Regions from separate parts of the Sus scrofa genome. Here region 2 is linked to region 1. Evidence: chromatin contacts called from public Hi-C data. All regions are on one chromosome and are shown on one strand. The core of a region is the stretch at or near the end of the contact, and the rest is flanking DNA. Distances in the headings are between cores, read along the strand shown. Region 1 has its middle 28 kb from the start of GATA4. Region 2 overlaps GATA4 (GATA binding protein 4).

What was found. Hi-C and Micro-C count contacts between places; a contact is called where the count stands out from the background.
Region 2: a Hi-C map of heart right ventricle shows a contact between it and region 1, with 7 times the contacts expected there. The contact joins two enhancer-like sites. A contact is called at or near these places in 3 of 47 Hi-C or Micro-C datasets (epiblast stem cells, fetal heart ventricle and heart right ventricle).

The regions. Positions count from the first base shown.
Region 1 is chr14:14,858,200-14,863,004 of Sscrofa11.1, forward strand. It overlaps a transcript of GATA4 not described here. Among named protein-coding and RNA genes, the nearest start is that of GATA4, 28 kb to the right of the region's middle. Within about 2 kb of position 2,917, at least 10 of the 83 cell types and tissues checked have an H3K27ac peak or open chromatin away from gene starts, as enhancers often do.
Region 2 is chr14:14,923,999-14,928,803 of Sscrofa11.1, forward strand. It overlaps GATA4 (GATA binding protein 4), which reads left to right. Exons shown (of 6, transcript NM_214293.1): 2 at 3,928-4,094. Among named protein-coding and RNA genes, the nearest start is that of NEIL2, 19 kb to the right of the region's middle. Within about 2 kb of position 2,088, at least 7 of the 83 cell types and tissues checked have an H3K27ac peak or open chromatin away from gene starts, as enhancers often do.

The DNA.
Region 1 (4,805 bases), core at 1,667-4,166:
AGTCTCTTTCCTGTTGATCTCCAGTCCTTTCAGAAGCATCCCTGCAACCTTGTGAACACTGACTTTTTTGTATGTCCAACCAGGGCTTCATTCCCTAGCTGAATCTCCTTCCACTGGTACACATACCAAAGGAAAAAAAAAAAAAAAAGAAAGAAAGAAAGAAAGAAAAGGCTTGCTGAATTAATGAACCACTTCTCTTATCTATTTTTCCTGTTATCTAATTCCAAGGGGAAAGCTGCGAGCTCCGAGGGAGCTGGGAGTTGGCTCACAACGCCTCCCTCCCACCCGCTGAGAACAGCCTGGAGTCCCCGGGACTGAGGGACTGAGTTGGTCCCCGAGAGTCTGCCTCCCTCCAGGGCAAGAGGAGTTCCCCGCTCCGGTGAGTGCCCTCCTGGCCCCCCTGGTGACCCCTCCCTTGGGGCAGAGAGGGAGGTGCACCAGGGAGCAGCCAGGGCTGGAGAAGAGAAGGGGCTGGGGAGCGCGCTGAATGCCAGCCTGTGGGGAGAAGGGAGGTGGGGGAAGGAGGGCCAGGAGGGCTGGGAGGGAACCAGCCAGAGTGGACTGAGAGAATGCGGAGGGGCTTGGGGACTTTGGGGACGGGATGAGATTCTGTGCAGGCCAGCCGCAGGGCCAAGGCTTCCTTCCCCACTTTCACTCTCTGGTTGGTTTTCTCTGTTTCCCTTTCTTACAATGGGGGAGCATTTTAGTGTCTCCATTTCTCAATTCACCTTCCCACTCGGACAATCGGAAATTGATGGAGATGGGCAGTCTCTCAAGGAAAAAAACAAATACATACGTATGCACCAGGAAACCAATGATTTGACCAGGTGCCCCTGGGTCCTCTGGCCTCCAATACACCCAATCAATCTCATGGCTTTCACCGGGTTCCCCCTACAGACGCTCTGTCCTGAGAACCAGGTTGGAAAACCTAGGAGAACCCTTTCTGACTCAGGTCAGACCTGCCTGGTTTGCTTTCAGGGCAGAAAATCTCACCGACATTTTTTGTTGTTGTTTGGCTTTATTGGGGAATTAGTGGAATAGGCCTCATGGGCCTTCAGGATCTGATCATTTTCGTGGCCTATTCACAGGCCAAGGGTCCACCAGGCTTGTTGTAGGGTTTCATTTGTCATTAATTCTGGAGCCAGATGTGTGATGGGAAGGAGGGTAGAGGTGGGCCTTGCAGGTGGACCTCAGTGATTTTATTCCCCACCACCACCCACTTCCTGCTTTCAAGAGCTTGGTTGCATATGCTTTTGCAAACAATTCCAAATTGCCTCTGCTTCCTATAAACCCAGAGTCTGGGCAAAGGAGCTTTGAATCTTATTTGTAGTGGGGGGAAAGAGCTGAGTCCAAAAGAGAAGGGGATACCAGGGTAAAGACAGAGGGCAGCTTTGAGAGAACATTTGAGGCTTTGCTGAAAGACTGAGGCTTTGGGAAAGTTTGAAGGGTTTGAAACCATGCAGATTGTCTGAGTGTCCTGGGCTTGCCCAAAGATTGAAGGCACACAATGGCATATTTTAAGTCTGTAGCCTTCAGAGGACCAAGCAAGCACACATGTGGAATTGGGTACGGTTTACTGCAAAGTCTCTCGGCGTCTGTACATGTACTACCAGCAGTAGCTCTGCGAACCTGAGATGGCAACTAGTTCCTTCCTCTGGTTCCCACTTGCCAGCTTCCAATGTGCGACTCAAAATTTACCCCCATCCACCTTATCTTTCCCCTGCTCAACTCTGGTTCCCTTACCCCTCCCCAATCCCCCCAGCACTAATATCCTCATTCCTCTCCATGTTCTCCAAAATTAAGAGAATTTGAAAGGTTTTTATCTGGGCAAAAATAAGGAAAGTGCCCCCTCTGAAATGAGGGCAAAACTTACTGTGAAATGCTACTAGAATCCCATGATTTATTTGTAAAATTGGTGTAGTTTTTTTATTAGTAGTAGCAGAGGTTTTGTTTGTTTGTTTGATTCTGTTAGTCTTACTTGAATCAATCAGCCTAGAGTAAAAGGATATGTAAAAATCCCACTTGAGGAACTTTTAAAAAAAATTCACTAGAGTTCATTTCTGGCAAAATAGACATTTCCCCTTTCTTCTGAAGAATGTGTGTCTGAAAGTGATTTTGCATTTGTGAATTCAATGGGCAAGGGGAGGGGAAATCTTAGACAGTTCTGTGTGGTTCATAGGAAGGAGGAAATGTTACTAAGTTGCTCTTTATCCCTGTTGTATTTCTCAAGCCCAATAAAATATCCATTTCAAATGACTTTCTAATGGCTTGTTATATTTGCCAAGTGATTTATGGGACAGAAAATTATAGTTGGGCTTGTGTACTTGCAGAGATGTTCTAGGGCTGGAGCAGTAGAGAGGACGGGGTTTAGGCCTGGGGCAGCAGGGAGACTGAGGAAATTCAAACCATCCATCTCCAACTGTCTAAACACGGCACCAAGTGGAGGTTCGAGATAATTATCCGAATAATTGAGGGGTGGGGAGACACTTTCGCCGGAACTCTCTAGATGAAGGGGCAACCCAGGAAAACGTCCGTGGCCCCGAAGGCCCTGCACCTCTCTACGATCATGCGCATTCGGGTGAATTTCCTCTCGGTTCTCCAACAGAGTTGGGGATGGGAAAGGAAGGAGAGGTTTGGAGAAACATTTAAAAGGGACTCCCGCCGCGCCACTGCGAGAGGGGGCCCTGCGCCACGGGACGCCCCCGCTGGGTCTGATAAAGCCCCGAAGCCGATCTAAGGTCAATAAACCAGGCGGCGTCAGGCTCCGGCGGAGGGTCGGGAAGGAAGGGGGCGGGAGGGGAAGAGAGCAATCCTGAGGCTGCCGGCGGAATGAAAAGTTGAGGACCGAGGAGGGCCCAGTCCGGACACCCGCGTCCGAGCCTGGGCCATGGTGCGGGGCGCGCAGCCTGCTGGAGGGAGGAGGGCGGGCGCAATGGGTGGGGTCCCTGCGGCAGTGACGGCGACCTTGAAAGTGTCTCCCGGGTCCTGGGCGAACAGCCGTAACTCCGCCAAGAGTTTGTAGAAGGGAACAATTTTTTTTTTTTTTTTTTTTGTAATTAAGGAACGTAGGAGGGAAGAGATAGAGACCCTCAAATAATGAGAAAGCTCAATAAAACTTCTAGTATCCCTCGAAGAGGCAGAGAATTGTCCCAAAATAAGAAAAACTAGAGAAAGGATCATTAATCATTAGTAATCAGCTTTAATCCCTTTTGAATGGCGCTCAAAAGTTTACAAATTCCACTCCTCGCATGGAAAGAGAGACTGGAAAAAGTTACTCTGCCCAAAGTAACAGCACGTAGCCGGGGGTCGGGGGTGGGGTAAAAGGGTTCCAAATGGGGGCCAAAAGACTGACTCCCCATCAGAGAAGATCTTGCCAAGAGAGAGCCCGGATGCGAAGCACGGACGGAGCCCTTCAGAAAAGTGGTGGCCGGAAGCCTGAAGAGCGCTTTGGGGCAGTTTAACATCCGGGATCGGTCCCTCCCGCTGAGCTATCTAGTGCAAACCCGAGTCTGTGTGGGCAACGGTGTGGCGGTGCTGGAAGGGGCTCTTCAGCCCGTGGAGGCTCCAGGATCCCCGCTGACACGCGCGATACCGTGCTTTAGAAACCGCAGATATTTACAAATAAACACCAGCCCCCTTGAGCTCGGCGCACGAGGCCGCTAAGCTCCCTCTTATTCCTCTTCCCCGCGGGGCCGACGCTGGATAGGTTTGAACGCACTTCAACTATTCTGGCGCCACGTAGACCAGGCCACCTCGGACGGGTGTCGCGCCCGCGGTCTCCAGGGTCGAGCCTCAGGCCCCGGGATCCCGGCACAAACGAACGTCCTGGACGCAGGGACTGGTGGGCTAGAAAGCCCAGGCCGCAAGCAGTGGAGTCCGGGCACCCTCAGTCGTGTGACCTCGGACCTGGGCCTGGCGCTGATCAGAACGCCACCCGTGTTGCCCTCTTAGCAGGAGACCCCTTTGGGGAGCTCAGAGCCCGCAAGATGCTGGATGCACTGATGGCGGAGAAGGGAGGGGAGCGGCAAGGAAAAGGTGGGCTGGCTTTGCCTGCTGCCTGCGCGCTCCTGTCCAAGGGCAGAGCACCAAGGTCCCCTGGCCCCGCTTGCCCTGACGCCGCTGCCCTCACAGTCCAAGTGTCGAGGAGCAAAACGAAGCCCGGTCTCTCTGGTCTCTTTCCAGTCGCGACCGCCCCAGAGAAGTCTCTAAACTAACCAACCAAGAATCACAGTAGGAGATTCATCGAAACGGTTATTCTTGACACACACAGACACACACCCCCAGTTTAGGCTGTTTTGCATCTCAGCACCTCCTTGTGGTGCCACCCCTTTCCCCACCCCACCCCTAGTCGAGGGTCGCAGCGCACCTCTGCAGACTCCAGCGAATAAAGGCACTGGATCGGCCGTTTCTTGGGCCGGGTTTGGAGGGTTATGGGGGGGGGAAGGCATGAATGGCACCCCGCGCTCTCGAGCTTAGTCGCCATGGACACCGGGTTCACGGAGTCTCCCTCAGCCCCACTCCAGTATTTTAGGCATGTTCCCTGCCTGCTCCGGTGCTGGACTAGAGATTTTGAGCCGCTTCTGGATTTGGGACTTACGGAGGATCAACAGATTCCCAGGCCTGGGCACACTGAGTTTCTGGGGCAGGGCTCAGTCTTTTAATCATATGTCCGCCTGCGCCCCAAACTCGACAGTTCCCAGCAAGCCTCTTCTAAGTCTGGGAAAACCTCCTGGCAGATCCTTCCAATGCCACACGTCGCTAGTCGCTAACCCCGGGGGCAGTAGCTGCAGTCCCCGCACAGATGC
Region 2 (4,805 bases), core at 838-3,337, 65 kb after region 1:
ACCAGATGTTAGTGCTGGCGTGGGGCTCACAGCCTGTCGCCTCCTGCTTCCTCTAGACAGAGTGCTGAAGGTACAGGGTCTGAACATTCTCTCCTTTCTTCAGTCCAAGGGGGGAAATATATGTATGTGTCAGATGTATGAAGGTAAACCAGTTCCTTCCCCCGCAGTGTCCTGGGAGTTACTTGAGATGATCAAAAAAAGTTTTTATTTTGTTCTTATTTTTTTATCATATTTTTAAAACTAAGCAGTTATAACATTACAGCATGGTGTTTTTATTTTATTATTTTTTATTTTTATTTATTTATTTATTTTTTTGTCTTTTTGCTATTTCTTGGGCCGCTCCCGCGGCATATGGAGGTTCCCAGGCTAGGGGTCAAATCGGAGCTGTAGCTACTGGCCTACACCAAGGCACAGCAACGCTGGATCCGAGCCACGTCTGCAACCTACACCACAGCTCACGGCAACGCCGGATCATTAACCCACTGAGCAAGGACAGGGACCGAACCCGCAACCTCATGGTTCCTAGTCGGATTCGTTAACCACTGCGCCACGACAGGAACTCCAGCGTGGTGTTTTTAAAAAGAAAAGTCCACACAATTGATTAGCCTATTAGAAGTTCCTTTCTGGCGGTCTCAGATGTCCTCACAGTGTTTTGTGTGCTGCATTTTTCATTTAACTTGAGATGTAAACATTTTTTCTTTCTTGTTAATGGTGTCTTTCTCATAATCATTTACAATTGCGTCATGTTTCATTGAGTGGGTTGGATGACAAGACTCTGGTAGAAAATATTGAAACTCTGCCCATTTGGAGGTGTGGTGAGTTATGGGGAGACGTGGCATGTCTGATGGGGGCTTTTAGGAAGCACGGCCTTGACCTTCCATCCTTCTTTTGGTTGCTGTTGTAACACCTGATTCTTCGATGCAGGTCGGACTTCTGCACTTACTACCCTAAACGAGGTCTCTGCCACCTGAATACCCAATTTGATTAACAGATCACCAGCATTCTAAGAGTAAGGTTTCCTCTTAGCTCCTGTAACATCTACTGGAATGCTTATATAGCAGATGCTCAAGTAAATATTTGTTGGTGACAAAGACATACGTGCTGACCTCCAGTGCCTTTCCCTCGGTCTGTAAAATAGTTGGTTGACTGTGTGTAACCCGGCCTGTGTTGCAAATGAGAAGGAGTTTTTAAGGCAAGTTTCCTTGTTAGATTCTCAAGGCAGCATGAGGTCAGGATCCAGTAGGGAGACCAGGACTGCTAGGAGGGCTCCTGGAATGAGGTTCAGTCCCCCCCATGTAAAACAATGAGTGTTGGGGGGAAAGGGACCCTCCCCTCTAAAAAAGAGGAATGAGTTGAGAGAACTTTGTTTGTGCAGCCTTCTTTAGATGAACTGAAAAGAAGCTGGTTTGCTTATCTTTGAAAGGAAAAGAGTGTGAATCTTTATCTGTGAGAGGCACGTACTGAAATATGTACGAATGAAACGACGGAATATCTGAGATTTTCTTTAAAAAAAAACCCAGGATGGGGGCAAGTGGGGCAAGGTAGATATGATTGGTCACAAATTGTTGGAAATTGAGTGATGATTAAATAAGAGTTCATTTTCCTATTCTGGCCATTCTTGAATATCCTTAAAATTTTCCATGATTAAAAAGAAATAGAATAATTGGGTTGTGCCCCATTTGGACTGGAGAGGTGATCTAAAAAGCCCTCCGTCATGATTTAGGCAGGAATGCCAGTATCAGTTTTGAGGCTGTAGTGCCATCTAGTGTTGATTGCAAGCACACAACAACATTGCCAGCGCCCCTCCTTGGTTGGAGGTCCTCTTTTGACCTCCCCTGGCCTGTCCAGTCCTCTCACCTCCTCATTCCCCACCGGAAGCCCTGGGCCAAGGGAGCTGGAGTGGAGCAATATCCCAGGTGAGGGTGTGGTGGAGGCGTTGGCAGAGGTGGGAATGGCTATTGGTGGAGGCGTCCAGGTTGTTGCCTCCAGGCTTGGGGAAGCAAGCTGAGAACAGGAGTTGGCATGTCATGTGCGGCTCTGAAGGCAGGTGACCTTGCTGGAGGGTTCTCAATGTGACCCAGGTGCAAAAATAGCCTCTCTTGTGACCGGTGTGTGCTCAGCTCCCCAGCCTGAGCAAACAGCCCCTCACACCTGCACACTGTTGACTCACAGCTACTTGTTTGCAGGTGCAAATGACTGTTTGTGTACCCAGAGTTGAGGGGAGGGTCCCCCACCATCCTCTTCTCCAGCCCACGCTCCCTTAGAGCAGGCAGTGGGGCCATAGACCTAGCAGAATGTTTGACTTTAAACCCCAGGGCAAGGGGGCTAGGTCCTGAGGGAGGGAGAGCTTGTACCCTCCCCCACCAAATCTCCCCCTCAAGTAGAGGAAAATCCACTCTTGCCTCTGATAGTAGGGCAGGAACCATTTGGACGCCAGTGTGGCTGTATTTAGGGACAGAAAATTTAGAAATGACAGTAAATTTTCAAAATAGGAAGCACTATACATGAAGTCAGAGAGACTTCTGAAAGTCCTAAACTGGACTTTACATAGATCATGGGCAATGAGAAAAATAGGCCCAGCCTGTCTCAGCAAGATGGCTGAAATTTGTCAGTTGTTAAGTGAGAGTGTGCAAAAAGGGCCGTGTTCCCTTGGACGGGCTTTGTTGCTTATAATATGCACCTTTATTTCCTGTTCCAGTAAGCAAGAAAAAATGTCAGACTATGACAGTGTACCATACAGATGTGTTGAAATGAGAAAAAAAGAGGTACAGCCTTTTTTTTGCAGAAAAGTTTGAAAATTTTAAGAACTTTCAGAAAACATAGTCCCTTTGGCTTAGTGGTTCTATATCTAGAGAAGCATCCTAAGGAATGCTAAGAAGAGTGTACAAGATGAGAAGTATTTACAAAATGAAAGTCAGAAATTGGGTAACAATTAAGTAAAAGTTAATGATAATAGTTAAAGGAGGGCACATTTGTATGATGGGATAATATACTGCACTAAAATGAATTTATGAAGAATTTCTAACATGGGAAAATGATTTGGTATGAAGTGAAAAAACAGGCTCAAAATGATACCGCTTGACCTCAAGTAGGCAAAAATATGTCAATATATAAAGTATTGCAAAGGATGTAACAGAACAAAATGTTAATAATATGGTGATCTTTGAGTTACAGGATTATGCATGATTTCTGTAAATTTTTTTACACATTTCAGCATTTAAAATTTTTTCCCAAAGTAAATATTGATTGTATTTCTGTTGAAGGGGCCACAGAACCTCAATTTTGTTTTTTTTTTTGCTCTTCTGTGTCCGTTATCTTTGTTTAAATTTTTTATTTTTTAATTACTCAAATGAATTTATCACATCTGTAGTTGTATAATGATCATAACAATCTGATTTCACAGGATTTCCATCCCACAGCCCAAGCACATCCCCCCCACCCCCCAAACTGTCTCCTCCGGAGACCATAAGTTTTTCAATGTCTGTGAGTCAGCATCTGTTCTGCAAAGTTCAGTCTGTCCTTTTTTCAGATTCCACATGTCAGTGAAAGCATTGGATGTTGGTGTCTCATTGTATGGCTGACTTCACTTAGAACCTCAATTTTGAAAGGGAATAAAGAGAAAGAAGGCCTTGAGTAGAACTTAGTGTTAGCTGAGCCCCAGGGCTCTGAAGGAGAGGCATCCAGGTGCTAGTGGTCTCTGCCAGACACACCAGGGGGAGCCGCGTCGTGTCTGGGAGTCACGTGTCCACCTCCCAGGACACCGAGAGCCAACTCCCCAGGGTTAGGTCAGCGCGCCGAAGAGCACGGCAGCTCCGTCTTGCTGTCCTTGTGAGGGATGCTCGTGATTTCCTTGGTCTCTGGATCCTTCAACATGAAATTTCCAGGCACAGGCAGGGAACTAACCCTGTGTCGTTTCCCACCCAGTAGATATGTTTGATGACTTCTCGGAAGGCAGAGAGTGTGTCAACTGCGGGGCCATGTCCACCCCGCTGTGGCGGCGGGACGGGACCGGCCACTACCTGTGCAACGCCTGCGGCCTCTACCACAAGATGAATGGCATCAACCGGCCCCTCATCAAGCCCCAGCGCCGCCTGGTAAGCTGGCTGCAGGCTCCCGTCTTCCTTCTCTCAGCTCCGGCTTTCGCAGCCTGGTGGGAAATCCCTGGTTTTGAATTTGGGGGCTTCAAGTCATCTTTCAAAGAAGGTGCAGGTTGAAGGGTTGGGTGGCAAAAAAAGTCATTTCTTATACCTCCAGAGTTAGCTTCAGCTGCAAGGATGTTTCAGACCATTTAGTTCAGCCCCTTGCTTATGTGGACGTGAAAGGTGAGGTTCAGTAAAGATTATGGCCTCGCCTGCAGTCACTTAGGTCTTGAGTCTCCCCGTGGGGACCAGAGTTCAGACTTTCTGCTCCCCAACCCATTGGCCCGGCATTGGAGTGTCTTCTGTGTTCTGCTCCCCAACCCATTGGCCCGGCATTGAAGTGTCTTCTGTGTTCGTGTACACCCCACGAGGTGACTTACCCTGTTTGCACTGTGACTTACCCTGTTTGCAGTCGATCCATTGATAAAACCCAAAGACCAGGGAGATTAAGCCGGGTGTGCTGGGCCCTGTGGCTGGGGAAGAGTTTGGAGCCCAGGTTTTGGCTCCTGGGTCCCTGGTCTTCTCTAGTATAATTTGATTCTGACCAATAGGAACTGCTCTTGTGAATATTAGGGAGAGACGAAGGGGGAATAAACACTGGTGCTTCCCTTTCCTGTGGTCAGTCTTTGGTGATCCTTGGGTACATTCGTCCCTCACCCCCCACCT